Regions from separate parts of the Danio rerio genome. Here all the other regions are linked to region 3. A link is a contact called in public HiCAR-type data. All regions are on one chromosome and are shown on one strand. The core of a region is the stretch at or near the end of the contact, and the rest is flanking DNA. Distances in the headings are between cores, read along the strand shown.

Evidence for each region. HiCAR-type assays count read pairs that join an accessible place to other places.
Region 1: a HiCAR-type map of caudal fin shows a contact between it and region 3, with 8 times the contacts expected there. The contact joins the promoter of mapre2 here to the promoter of mcm4 in region 3. A contact is called at or near these places in 2 of 4 datasets of contacts at active chromatin or transcription factors (caudal fin and gastrula embryo).
Region 2: a HiCAR-type map of caudal fin shows a contact between it and region 3, with 7 times the contacts expected there. The contact joins the promoter of spidr here to the promoter of mcm4 in region 3. A contact is called at or near these places in 3 of 18 Hi-C or Micro-C datasets (caudal fin, embryo and hematopoietic stem cells) and 4 of 4 datasets of contacts at active chromatin or transcription factors (caudal fin, embryo, gastrula embryo and 1 more).

Annotation. Positions count from the first base shown.
Region 1 is chr24:39,434,996-39,439,638 of GRCz12tu, forward strand. mapre2 (microtubule-associated protein, RP/EB family, member 2) reads right to left here and starts at 1,879. Exons shown (of 8, transcript NM_001109702.1): 1 at 1,653-1,879. The coding sequence starts at 1,777.
Region 2 is chr24:39,410,911-39,415,355 of GRCz12tu, forward strand. It overlaps spidr (scaffold protein involved in DNA repair), which reads right to left and starts at 2,656. Exons shown (of 19, transcript XR_012399512.1): 1 at 2,513-2,656; 2 at 1,026-1,175.
Region 3 is chr24:39,276,680-39,281,180 of GRCz12tu, forward strand. It overlaps mcm4 (minichromosome maintenance complex component 4), which reads right to left and starts at 1,290. Exons shown (of 17, transcript NM_198913.2): 1 at 1,255-1,290. It overlaps LOC141380759 (a long non-coding RNA gene), which reads right to left and starts at 3,454. Exons shown (of 2, transcript XR_012399513.1): 1 at 3,354-3,454; 2 at 1,798-2,387. It overlaps cebpd (CCAAT enhancer binding protein delta), which reads left to right and starts at 3,616. Exons shown (of 1, transcript NM_131887.1): 1 at 3,616-4,501. The coding sequence starts at 3,759.

The DNA.
Region 1 (4,643 bases), core at 629-3,128, 160 kb after region 3:
AAGTAATGATACTTTTACTTGTGTAAAATTGTTCAGTACTCTTTTCGCCACTGCTCAAAACACTAATTTTAGTGAGTGGAAACTTTGTGGTAAGAAAATTATGTCAATAATACAAAAAATCTTAAGTGCCACCACTTTTGTTGTGCAAAATAAAATTACCAAATAACCTTAATCACTAAATTCCCTACAGAATATTACGTTTTCACACACACACACACACGCACAAATGCAATGTAAAACGCATCACATCGTAATACTCACAACTCCCATTTAAAAGGCCTACTTTTTACAACATATACTTTTACTCTACTTGAACTACAATTTTTGGGGCAGATAATGGTACGGTTACTTCAATTACATTTTTCTGTATTCTTTCCAAGCACAATTTTATTGGGTGGAAACTTTGTGGCAAGACAATTGGAGTTAATAATACAACAAATCCTTTGTGCCACCACTTTTGTTGTGTGATACAAATCACCAAATGGCCTTATACAATCCCTAAATTCCCTACAGAATATTACGTTTTCACACACACATGGACAAATACAATGTAAACGCATCAGTCTTTCACATCATATTACTTACAATTCACTTTTTTACGCACAACTTTAATGAGCGGAAACTTTGTGGCAAGAAAATTAGGGTTAATAATCCACCAAATCTTGTGTGCCACCACTTGTAAGATTGTTTTGTATATATTCTTATGCAATACATTTCTATCGGTTCAATATTGGATTATAAACAGCACTGCACAACATGTATAAGAAAATAACCTAATGAAATCAACCAAATTAAGTCCGTTTTAAATCACTGCCAATTAAAAGATCAACCCCATTCCTTATGAATTCCCAGAACATCCTCTCCTCACTTCAATAATGAGCTGAGTTCCTCAAAGGAAAAGCCACATCTCTTATATAAGGCTCCCTTAAAATCCCTTCAGGATGACAAATCTTCCTCCCTAATAATTTCTCATGACTTTAATAAGCTTAAACACAGCAGACATTAGCGTTGTGCTTAAATAGCAGATTCATCTAAATTTAGCAGGAAAGATAAACAGTTTAGTGAGATGCTGGAATGAAGGGGGAGGGAAAGCAGCAGCCAACAAAATCAGTGTCAACAAAAGCCATCAACCCAAAACATGTTTCAAGACCCCCAAAACGCATGCAATCACATTTTTCACACATCCAGAGGGTATCAGCCGCTATTACGCACGACACGCAGTTAATCTTCACACATATTTGGGGATGAGATGGAATGAATTAGAGTACGCAATGGCTGACTGCTTAGTGAACATACATACAGGCCATGCACTGTCAAAACCTGGGAAAGCAGCCTGTCAGCGGACATCCCAGCACGTATCCATCCTAAATTATTCGACAAACATTTGGAGAAAACGCCCAAAGAATGAAAGCATACGCCAAAAAGCGTTTAATATGATTTTTAAGGGGTGCACCATCGGGGGAAACGCCATAGCTGCCACAGGAAAAGCCCCTCTGTTGGATAGAACGCAGGCATAATGTGAGTGGCTTTGGGAATGCATGGATTAAAACGGCCCGATTGTGATGTTTTAGGCTAAATGCATTGATTGAAGCTCGGATAAAGCGCTGGTTTTCTTTGTAAGCGGCCGGCGGATGGTAATAGCAGCGGTGTACCTGTAGGCGCGCTCTCCCCGCACTGTGTTCTTTCTGTAGGGAATGATGTTGGTGCCGTTGTTGTCCGGAATGATGTCGTTGTTGTTCTCTCCATTGGGGGACAGAGCTTGGGTCGGACCGGGCATTTGGCTCTGTGAAATACTCGAAAGGACGAGGAAAGGGACGTCGGGGCTGTTCCCTGCCGTCTGCCTGCTTGTTCTCAGTGTAAATCCCGAGTAAATGTATGTGTGTGTGTTTGTGTGTGTATGAATGTGTCTTCCACTCGACAGCGATCTCTCAGGTGAGTCGTGGAACTGCAGTCATGTGACTTTGGGAGGGGTGCTTCACATTTCAGCCTCCTAAGTACATCATTTGAAGTTTTATATGATTCTTCGTTGTAATTTGGTTTAACCTTATTGGTTTGACATGGGCAACTGGATTAAACAATGGATTTCGTTGTATATATTTGTCGAGACAATTTGGAGTACATCTGAACAACAAAAATGATTACCTGACTGAAAATTCTTTACTTATTTTACTAAAATGTTTCATTTATAAATGAAAAAAAAAAAAAACAGCTCCTCAATTTGACTCTGTCAATTTTGCCTCCTATATAAAGGCTTTGAAAATAATGTAGGATTTGTTTAATGACCATGATTTTGTTTAAGCCCTTACAAAGTTACTTTTTGATGTTTGCACTGTGTGTTGATTATTTTGTTAAGTTATTTTATACATTATGATATGATATATATTTTTTTTATTTTATGGCTTAGCATTTGATTCATGGCATACTGGACGTTTCTCAGTCAGTCTGAAAGGTTACATTAGCATTGAGTTTGGCCTAAATTGTTATGTTTTTGAGATATGATAAATGTATATTTATGAACGTAGTACACCTCAAAGGCCTCAAGTGTTTCCTCTTAAAGGGATAGTTTACCCAAGAATGAAAATTACCTCATCATTTATTCTCCCTCATGTCCTTCTAAACCTTTACGAGTTTCTTCTGTTCAACACAAAAAATGATATTTTGAAGTATGTTGGTTGTTGGCACCTATCAACTTCCCTAGTTTTAGTTTCTTACTATGGAAGTTTTTTCGTGTTTAACAAAAGAAATGTTTTTTTTTATATTGTCTTAAATCTTAAATCTATTGTCGTTAAATCTTCTATTGTCAAATATTGCCTTTATGAATTGTAACCTCAGTTTTCTGACCTAAGCTGACAGGAGTGGCACCCGGTGTGGTCTTCTGCTGCTGTAGCCCATCTGCCTCAAGGTTGGACGTGTTGTGCACGATGCTCTTCTGCAGACCTCGGTTGTAACAAGTGGTTTACTGTAAGTTACTGTTGCCTTTCTATCAGCTGGAACCAGTCTGGCCATTCTTCTCTGACCTCTGGCATCAACAAAGCATTTGTGCCCACAGAACTGCCACTTACTAGATATTTTCTCTTTTTCATCACACAGTTGCTGCCATGTGATTGGCTGATTAGAAACTTGCGTTTACAAGTGGCCTGTTAGATTACATACATAATAAGGTCATTGTGACTTCTCACAGTTCGGACTTTTCTTTTAATGCTGAATTTTTAACACAATTCTGGACATTTAAGTGAAAAAGAGAGTCATAATTATTTAGAAGGGCAATTGCGATGTAGCATAAATAACTAAACGTTTTCTTGAATATGTGTACGTTTCTTGAGAGTCACAATTCTAACGTTATATTTCAAGTCACCATAAACCGGAAGTTGCTGAGAGACTTTTATTTCAGTATGTTAACAGTTAAAGTACGTTCAACTGAAACGGAATATTGAGGAAGGGGGCGGAGCTTTCTTTTTGCACATCATTCCATTATTGCAAACTACTGGTAAGAAGGGCAAGGTTAAGAATATTGTGGCTGAAGCGTCAAACTGATGCCAAAAGAGAAGCACCGCCACACCAAACACAAAAGCAGATGCTCAGACATTGAAGAATAACAAAACCATATTTTGGTGGATTAACTTAGCACAAAATAGTAGTTCACCTAAAAAAAAACAATGTACGCTAGCTAAATAAACACTTTAAACTCACAATTAAGGGTGCGGGGTGTAAGGGTGTATGTTAAATTATCTCTGAATTCTGAAGTAAAGTTAAAGTTGTTTTAGAACTCAAAAGTCAAAACTGTGAAACAAAAAGTCATAATTACCTTGTTTAGACACAAGATTCCATACATACTAGCTATTATCTCATGTAGAAGGGAAAAAAAGTGAGCTAAAAGTTCAGAAATATGTAAAGTGTTGACGCAGACATTCCATTAAACTGCTTATCTTACCGCTACATTTTGATGAATCTACTTTTTGCTCGCAACTAATGTATGAAATGAATTCAGCGTCATGTTTAAAAGTTATTATCGTCCTTATAGGAAGACCAAATACAATTGATTAGAATTAAACATTCATAAAAACAAATCTTCAGCATATTATAATGATTCTTGAAAATGATGCAACAAAGACTGGGGTAATAATGATACAATAAAATTCCCCTTTGCATAACAGGAATGAATAAAAATTGTACAAATATTAAAATAGAAAATAGTATTTTAAATGATATAAATACACTCACAGGCCACTTTATTAGGTACACCCGTCCAACTGTTTGTTAATGCAAATTTATAATCTGCCAATTACATGGCAGCAACTCAGTGCATTTAGCTATGTAGACATCAAGAAGATATGCTGCAGTTTAAACCGAGCATCTAAATGAAGAGGAAAGGTGATTTAAGTGACTTTGAAAGTGGCATGGTTGTGCTGCCAGATGGGCTGGTCTAAGACTCTAAGTATTTCAGAAACTGCTAATCTACTGTGATTTTCACGCACAACCATCTCCAGAGTTTACAGAGAATGGTCTGAAAAAGGGAAAATATCCAGTGAGCGGCAGTTCTGTGGGCACAAATGCCGTGTTGATGCCAGAGGTCAGAGGAGAATGGCCAGACATGTTCCAACTGATAGAAAGGCAACAGTAACTCAAATAACCACTCGTTAAAA
Region 2 (4,445 bases), core at 1,406-3,905, 140 kb after region 3:
TAAATGAGTTGACATGCTCAAATATTACTGCTAAAATAGCTGTCATAGCAGATGTCTTTTTTTTTCACCACTCCCTTGCCATCACCCTTATAACTTACAGGGAAACTAAAGTGTTCCCAAACTCCAGACCCACTGTTGGTTAGAGGAGGATTACATTAATCATTACATTAATTAAGTCCTCAGATTATGCGGAGTCACTGATTGGATCCAAGACCAGCGACGTGATGATCCCAAGGCTTCCATATCCGGGACCAGGCCATATCCTAAGCTGCTGCTGCGCTGATGGTCATGGGGAGTGGAGAACATGAGTCTGATTCCAGTGACGCTCCAGGGACAGACGAGTCTTCGCTGAGGCCATCTTCCAGCCTCCACCACGGTGACTGACGCTCTGCACAAGACTTTTGGCCAGCGGAGAAATTAAAATGGTCGTGCCCAACTGAGACTGGTTCACTCAAGGTTTTTTTCGATTTTTCGTCTCTATTTGAGGGCTCGCCACAGCGGAATGAACCGCCAACTATTCCAGCATGTTTTACACAGCAGATGCCCTTCCAGCTGCAACCATGTATTGGAAAACACACTCAAGTACACTACGGACAATTTAGTTTATTCAATTCCCCTATAGCGCATGTCTTGCAGAAACTGAAGCACCCAGAGGAAACCCACGCCAACATGGGGAGAACATGCAAACTCCACACAGAAATGCCAACTGGCCCAGCCGGGATTAGAAACAGTGACCTTCATACTATGAGTCAACAGTGCTAACCACTGAGCCACCGTGCCGCCATATTAATGCATTAATTAACACTTTGGTTTAACCTAAATGTAACTAACAGGAACTCATGATCTGTTAACGTATATCTATGTCATGACTTTACTTGGAGGGGCACATTCTTATTATTAAGCGCATGCCTTAACTTATCATTAGTTCATAACGAAGTAACATTTACATATAAGTACATAATTATTCACATACTCTTATTGCAAAGTGTTACCGGTATTAGTTATTAAGTATTAGTGTAACACACATGGATGACGGCGCTGTCCAGAAAACTGTCTCCACATCTCTCCCATGACTTTGAGGCAGGAGTGGACGTTCTGGCTTTTCCTCCTTTTCCGAAAGTACTCTTCACATCATCTGGGAATAACACACACCTCATGTCCAGGGTTTTCTTACGCTGAAACCACATACGTATAAACATGAAATATATACGCAAACACAGATGTAGAAACATTAGGAGAGCACTTGAGTTTGTGGCATATTAGGACACAAATGTGTATGGGCATGACACAGGTGGTACAGGAGAAAGTGAAATATGAGGACATAGCCCATGTGCCCATTTTTTTAAAGGTTTATATTATATATCATACAGAATGAGGTTTTTAAGTTAAAAAATGCAGATTTTTCAGTAAGGGGTATGGTTAGGTGTGGGCCAGGGTGATAAAAAATTCAGTTTGCAATATATTAAAAGACAATTACACCTATGAAATGTCCCCACAATTCACATAAAAACGAGTTTGTACTGTATGTGTGTGTTTGAGTAAAATGCTAATATTACTTTATCCTATAAATGTCTAACAACATGTTATAATATAAAATATTAGCATTGGTTTTGTGTGTGTGCATGTGTGTAACAAATTCAGTCGTGACCCTCATACATAATCTATGCAAGCCTACGATTGTGTGTGTGTCTGTGTATATAGTTAAAGTCAAAATTATTAGTCCCCCTTTGATTTTTTTTTTTTTTATATTTCCCAAATGGTGTTTAACGGAGCAAGGAAATTTTCACAGTATGTCTGATAATATTTTGTCTTCTGGAGAAAGTCTGATTTGTTTTATTTCGGCTAGAATAAAAGCAGTTTTTAATTTTTTAAGAACCATTTTAAGGTCAAATTTATTAGCCCCCTTAAGCTATATATATATATATATATATATATATATATATATATATATATATATATATATATATATACATACATACAAACATACATACATACATACATGCTGTTATTTTCTGTTATTGTTTTTTTTTGTTGTTCTTGTCATGTTTATTATCATTGCTGTTAATATATTAGGCAGTGTGTTTAGGGTTTGTTCAAGTGGGTTTCTAAAATAATATCTCAGTATAAACAATGACATCTGCACTTGTCATAAAAATAAAGGAGTTTTACAGAAATAAAGATATCTAAAGAACATAAGAACTCATGCTTAACCTTACATATGTTCATGACTTTTTCATTTAATAACTTGTTTGATTACTATTTATTGATTTTATTGTTTATTTTCCCATAAATCTCAATTCCACAAGCTCTCTAAAACTGACAAACGTCAGATATAGACTCTAGAATCAGAATGTCGCTAGTTAATTTATATTTCTATTTCCACAGGGTCTCCATTATAACACTCAGAAATGAACTGACGATGAATAAATCATTCAAGTGGTTCACTTAAACATCTCGAAACACATACAAAGTTTGAGAAAGTCTCTTTACAGGGTGTTTGCCGGTCGCTTACCTTCCCCATGATGTTAAGCAAACGTTTTAAGACTGTTTGTCTTCTCTAACGGGATTTACTTTCTAATTAAATTATCACTGTTTACATTGTAATGTAGTTACACTTAAAAAACGTACGGACAGGCTCTTCTTCGGTTTGTCTCTCCCGCTCATTTGATTTGTGATGCTGCACGTTACTGACACCTGGCGGTCAGACTGAGCACTATTAGGCCTACCAACATTCATTCGTTTTCTTTTCGGCTTTTAGTCCCTTTATTCATCAGGGGTCGCCACAGCGGAATGAACCGCCAACTTATCCAGCATTTGTTTTACGCAGCGGACGCCCTTCCAGCTGCAACCCAACACTGGGGAAAAACCCATACACCCTCATTCACAGTCATAGATTACGGAAAATTTAGCTTACGTTACCCAGTTCACCTATAGCGCAGTGTTTGGACTGTGGTGGAAACCGGAGCACCCGGATGAGACCCACGCCAACAGGGGGAGACCATGCAAACTCCACACAGAAACGCTACTGACCCAGCTGAGCTCAGCATCTTCTTGCTGTGAGGCGACAGCACTACCTGCCACCTCCTACCAACATTAATACATAAAAACTACTAATAATAGAGACCCTGTAGAAATTCAAATGATAAATTTTATATATAAAATACTACTAATAACAAGATTTGGTAATCTAATTACTTCTGGTATTAATTTTACAAGACAAAGCTGTAATAATCAGAGTTTAAGAAAGTAACTAAATACACAGCTTTTCCCTTAAGAGACTTCTTGTTTTTGATATTCCTGAAGAGAAGGTGGTTCGAATTTGAACAAGATTTCTCTCTTTTCCAGCAAAAGAAATTCAGTTCAAATTTATTCACAATATTTATCCCTGTATTGAGTTCCTCAGGCATAGATTTAATATGGATTGTAAAGTTTGTACCTTGTGTGAAGCAGACAGTCATTGGATGTTTCATTTATGCAAATTTTCAAAAAAGCACTGGGATGACATTTCTGTTTGTTTAAAATTAAAGTATGTAAATACCTAATTTTGATTTTAAAACTGTAAAATATTTATCATTTTGTCAAAAATCAGAATTTTTGGTTAACATAATTGTGACTTTGGCAAATTATTTCATCCATAAATGCAGATTTTTTAATTACCCCTCCAACTTTTTTGCTTTTCCAGGAAGATTTAATGTTTATATATATATATATATATATATATATATATATATATATATATATATATATATATATATATATATATATATGAAAAAATAGATTTATTAATGTTTCATTTTTGTCTTATTTTATATAAACATTAAAAATCAATAAACTTCTATGAAATAGGGAAATATATATATATATATATATATATATATATATATATATATATATATATATATATATATATATACAGTTGAAGTCAGAATTATTATCCCCCCTGATTATTATTATTATTAGGCCGCTTGTTTATTTTTCCCCCAATTTCTGTTTAACGGAGAGAAGATTTTTTTCAACACATTTATGATCATAATAGTTTTAATATTTCATTTTTAATAACTGATTTATTTTATCTTTGCCATGATGACAGCACATATTATTTTACTAAATATTTTTCAAGACACTTCTATACAGCTTAAAGGGACATTAAAAGGCTTAAGGTTAATTAGGCAGGTTAGGGTAATTAGGCAAGTTATTGTATATATCGATGGTTTGTTCTGTAGATTAACGAGAAAAAATATAACTTAAAGGGGCTAAATTTTGTCCCTAAAATGGTTTTTAAAAAATAAATACTGCTTTTATTCTAGACGAAATAAAACAAATAAGACTTTCTCCAGCAGAAAAAAATATTATCAGACATACTGTGAAAATGTCCTTGCTCTGTTAAACATCATTTGGAAAATATTTAAAAAAGAAGAAAAAAAATTTGAAGGGGCTAATAATTC
Region 3 (4,501 bases), core at 40-2,539:
ATATATATATATATATTATATATATATATATATATATATATATATTATATATATATATATATATATATATATATATATATATTATATATATATATATATATATATATATATATATATATAAATAAATAAATAAGAAATAACTCTAATTTAATGACTTTCATTTCTCACAGATTTAGTAAAAAGCTTGCAATTGCAAACATAATAGTTTTCATAACTTATTTAAAATCACTGATTTGTGTTATCTTTGCCGTAATGACACTAAATAATATTTGACTAGATAATTTTTTTAAACTTCTATACAGCTTAAAGTGACATTTAAAGGCTTAACTAGGTTAATTAGGTTAACTAGGCAGGTTATGGTAATTAGGCAGGTTATTGTATAATGATGGTTTGTTCTGTAGACTACTGAAACAAAACAAATTAAAGGAGCTAATAATTTTGACCTTAAAAAGGCTTTTAAAAAATAAAAACTGCTTTTATTCTAGTGAAATAAAACAAATAAGTCTTTCTCCAAAAGAAAAAATATTATCAGACAAACTGAAAATTTCCTTGCTCTGTTAAACATCATTTGGGGAAAAAAAATAATCAAAGAGGGGCTAATAATTCTGATTTCAACTGTAATTGTATTTAAAATAATAACAATTATTAACACTAATAGATCGACTTATAACTGCATTTGTTAATTATTATTAACTATCAGGATTATTTTTCGCCATAACAGTAAGGTTAGAAAAACCAATGATTTTCTTCAAAAAACTAAATCATATTAAGGCTATACTATAACCTCGTAAATAAATAACGTATTATAAAACAATAAATGTCAAACTGAACACATCATGGCAACAAAAAAAATCAAGAATAGAAGTCAACTAAGTTAGCTGTCGCCAAATAAAATGGCTGACCACAGACCAAAACTTGTAAATATTTAAACAACGTGTAATCCTATGTAATATCAATTATGCAAGCATATCTGTAAAAAGGAATTCAGTTTTATTAGAGAAGTATAAAGAGCGTTAAATAACTTCTGTGTATGTCTGCCTTTACACTGGAGGAGTGAAGAGCAGCATGCGGCTTCAGCCACAACAATGACAGAACTCAAGTCTGTGTAACGTACAGCAATAAACATTATATTTAGAATATCATTAATGTAAATCATAACGCACTGGGCTTACATATGTTTAAGAAACATTATACGCAGGAGAAATGACGTTTACGTTAAAACAATCCGTTTACATAAAAACACACAACACTTACCGTGCGCACTTCTTCCCTTCTTCTGTGAACGGTGGCGCGAAACTGACTGTGACGTAAATTTCGCGGGGAAATTTTGACCAACCACGAACACGCTCCTCACTGTGAGACAAGCGGGGGATACATGCGATATGCTTGAGCACAAATTCACATAAACGCCCTTAATTTCTTAGGTAAACTATAATTGTGCATTTAAATATCCTTAATATTGAAGTAAATAGATTTTTACATATTCCTATTTGCATTCTGGACGTTACAGGATGAGTGACATAAAGACACCCTATCTGCTGTTTGGTCTCGCCCGACATTTTCGCGGGAAAGAACATCAACAGAGTATAAATAGTAGTAGTTCCTCTGGTGTCCACTAGATGTCCGTGTGGTTGACAAGATGAAACTCCTGAATCTCAGTGAATGACTGTTTAGCACATTATTGAACGTTTTATAAACAGAAGTGAAAGTCAGAAAAACCAAACATTTACTTTTAAAAAGCTTATCAAAGTGGATTTTATTAATTATATGTGAAATAAAAACAAATATTACAACGTGTTGACTGCATATTTATCTGCTTTATTTGACTTATTTTGTTTGTGTCGTCACACAATATAAACTAATATGACGATGATAAAACAAAAAATCTTAAATTATTTATTCATTCATTCACTGGTCATTCACATATTGTGATAACAGTATAATAAAACATAATGCAAAGACATTCTTTCACTTATAAATGCTTTCCAACACATGCGACATGCAATCATTCAATCATGTTTTAGAATATGTACTATAACACAAATAATAATAATAATAATAATAATAATAATAATAAATAATAATCCTTTTATTATTAAAACCAGCAAGAAGGTCGCTGGTTCGAGCCTCGGCTGGGTCCCTTGGCATTTCTGTGTGGAGTTTGCATGTTCTCCCCATGTTGGCGTGGGTTTTCTCCAAATGCTCCAGTTTCCCAAGCAGTCCAAACGCAAGCTAAACTGTCCATAATGTATGTGTTTGAATGAGTGTGTATGGATGTTTCCCAGTAATGGGTTATAGCTGGAAGGTCATCCGCTGTGTAAAACATATGCTGGTTAAGTTGGCAGTTCATTCCGCTGTGGAGACCCAAGATGGGGTAAGAGACTAAGCTGAAAAGAAAATGAATGAATAAATAATTTTAACAACAAAATACCACCCATATATCTTGATTTTCTTGATTAAAATAGTGACAAAACAATAATTAACGTTAACAACAAGAGCATTGATAAAAAACGTATTTATTATTATATTATTATTAATATAAACTTATTGTTATTATTAAAACGTATATTTATTTACTTGCATTTATTTACTTTGATAGTGGTGCATACATTTATTTATTTTCAAATACGCTTCTAATTCAAAAAAGCATTCAAACTTGTGTATATATATATATATATATATATATATATATATATATATATATATATATATATATATATATATATATAAATGGGGTCAGTATGATTTTAAAATGTTTTAAAAATAAGCTTCTTCAGCTCACCAAGCCTGCATTTATTTGATCACAAATACAGTACAACTTGTAAAATTGTATGTTATTGCATTATAAAATAACTGATCAAAAGTAGTTTATAATTAACTTTAATCATTTATTCCAGTGATTTTAAAGATGAATTTTCAGCTTTATTACTCCAGTCTTCAGTCACATGATCCTTCAGAAATCACTTTAATAGTATTAATAATAATAATAATAATAATAATAATAATAATAATAATTTATTATTATTAATATTATTATTAACGGTAATAGTAATAAAAGCAATAATGACTGGAGTAATAATTTCAATTGAAACTACATACAATAAAAAGCAGCTATTTAAAATTTTAATAAATATTTAACAACTGGAAAAAAATAATTTAATAACTGCTGACTTGATGAACAGGATCATTATCTTAAAAAAAAACGCATTAAGATAAAAGAAACTGACCCCAAACTTTTGATCGATACTATATATATATATATATATATATATATATATATATATATATATATATATATATATATATATATATATATATATATATATATCTCAGAGAGTGTCAGACGCACACACACGCTTGCAAACCGACAGACAGGCGCATTCAGACATGTCCTCGTGTCCTACAACACGCAGTTCTGACAGGCTGTTCTCGATCTGCTCCTCTGTGTTCTGGTAGGCGTACATGCACACCCGACTCTCCTCAAATAGGAGCCCGGGAGGAACATGTGACTGACACTGGACATTCACTGGCTTCTGCGAGGGGGAGGAGAAGCGCTGACGCAAACCGAGCGCTCGTACAAATGCGCGCGGACGGCGGAGATCTCGATAGAGCTGAGAGAAACTTTTAGCACCTGTTCCAGAGGCAGAACTTTTGGAGATACGCGCGGGCTGCGCGAAAACCAGCGCGTGAAAAAAAGACACACTTTCCTTGGGACAGCCAAAGGGATTCATTCACAAGGGAATTTTTGTGCGTATTTAATGGTGACTTCTGCTGCGTCCATGTCTGACATGTACAATCTGGACTCGCAGTGCGTAACGCCACCATGCAACATGAGCTGGGCCATGGAGCCTGCCAACTTTTATGATAATAAAGGAGATGCAAAACCAGGAGAGAACAACAACAACAACAGCAGCAGCACTGGCAACATGATGGAGCTCAGCAATGCTCCTGCTATCTATGACGATGAGAGCGCCATCGACTTCAGCGCCTACATTGAGTCCATGTCAACGGTCCCGTTGGAGATCTGCAACGACGAGCTCTTCGCAGACCTGTTCAACAATACTGTAAAGCAAGAAAAGCCTGACTTTTACATGTCCAACGCGTTTGCGCACAAGAGCGCGGAGAGGCACCTGGAGGGTTTCGGAAAGGGCTCGTTTTGCGCACCGATTAAGAAGGAGGCGGACTGGAGCGACAGCGAGCACTCCTCGTCTTTACCGTCGCAGATCGAGGCGTGCGCGCAGACCTCCGTCAACTTCATGCACACGGGACAGCCGACGCCCCCCACCACACCTGAGCCCGAGCCCGTGGCACACAGGAGGCCAGGCAAGGAGAAGGGCAAAAAGAACGTGGACAGGCACAGTCCGGAGTACCGGCAGCGGCGCGAGAGGAACAACATCGCCGTGCGTAAAAGCAGAGACAAGGCGAAGCAGCGCAACTTGGACATGCAGCAAAAGATGATCGAGCTGGGCGCGGAAAACGAGCGTCTGCACAAAACCATCGA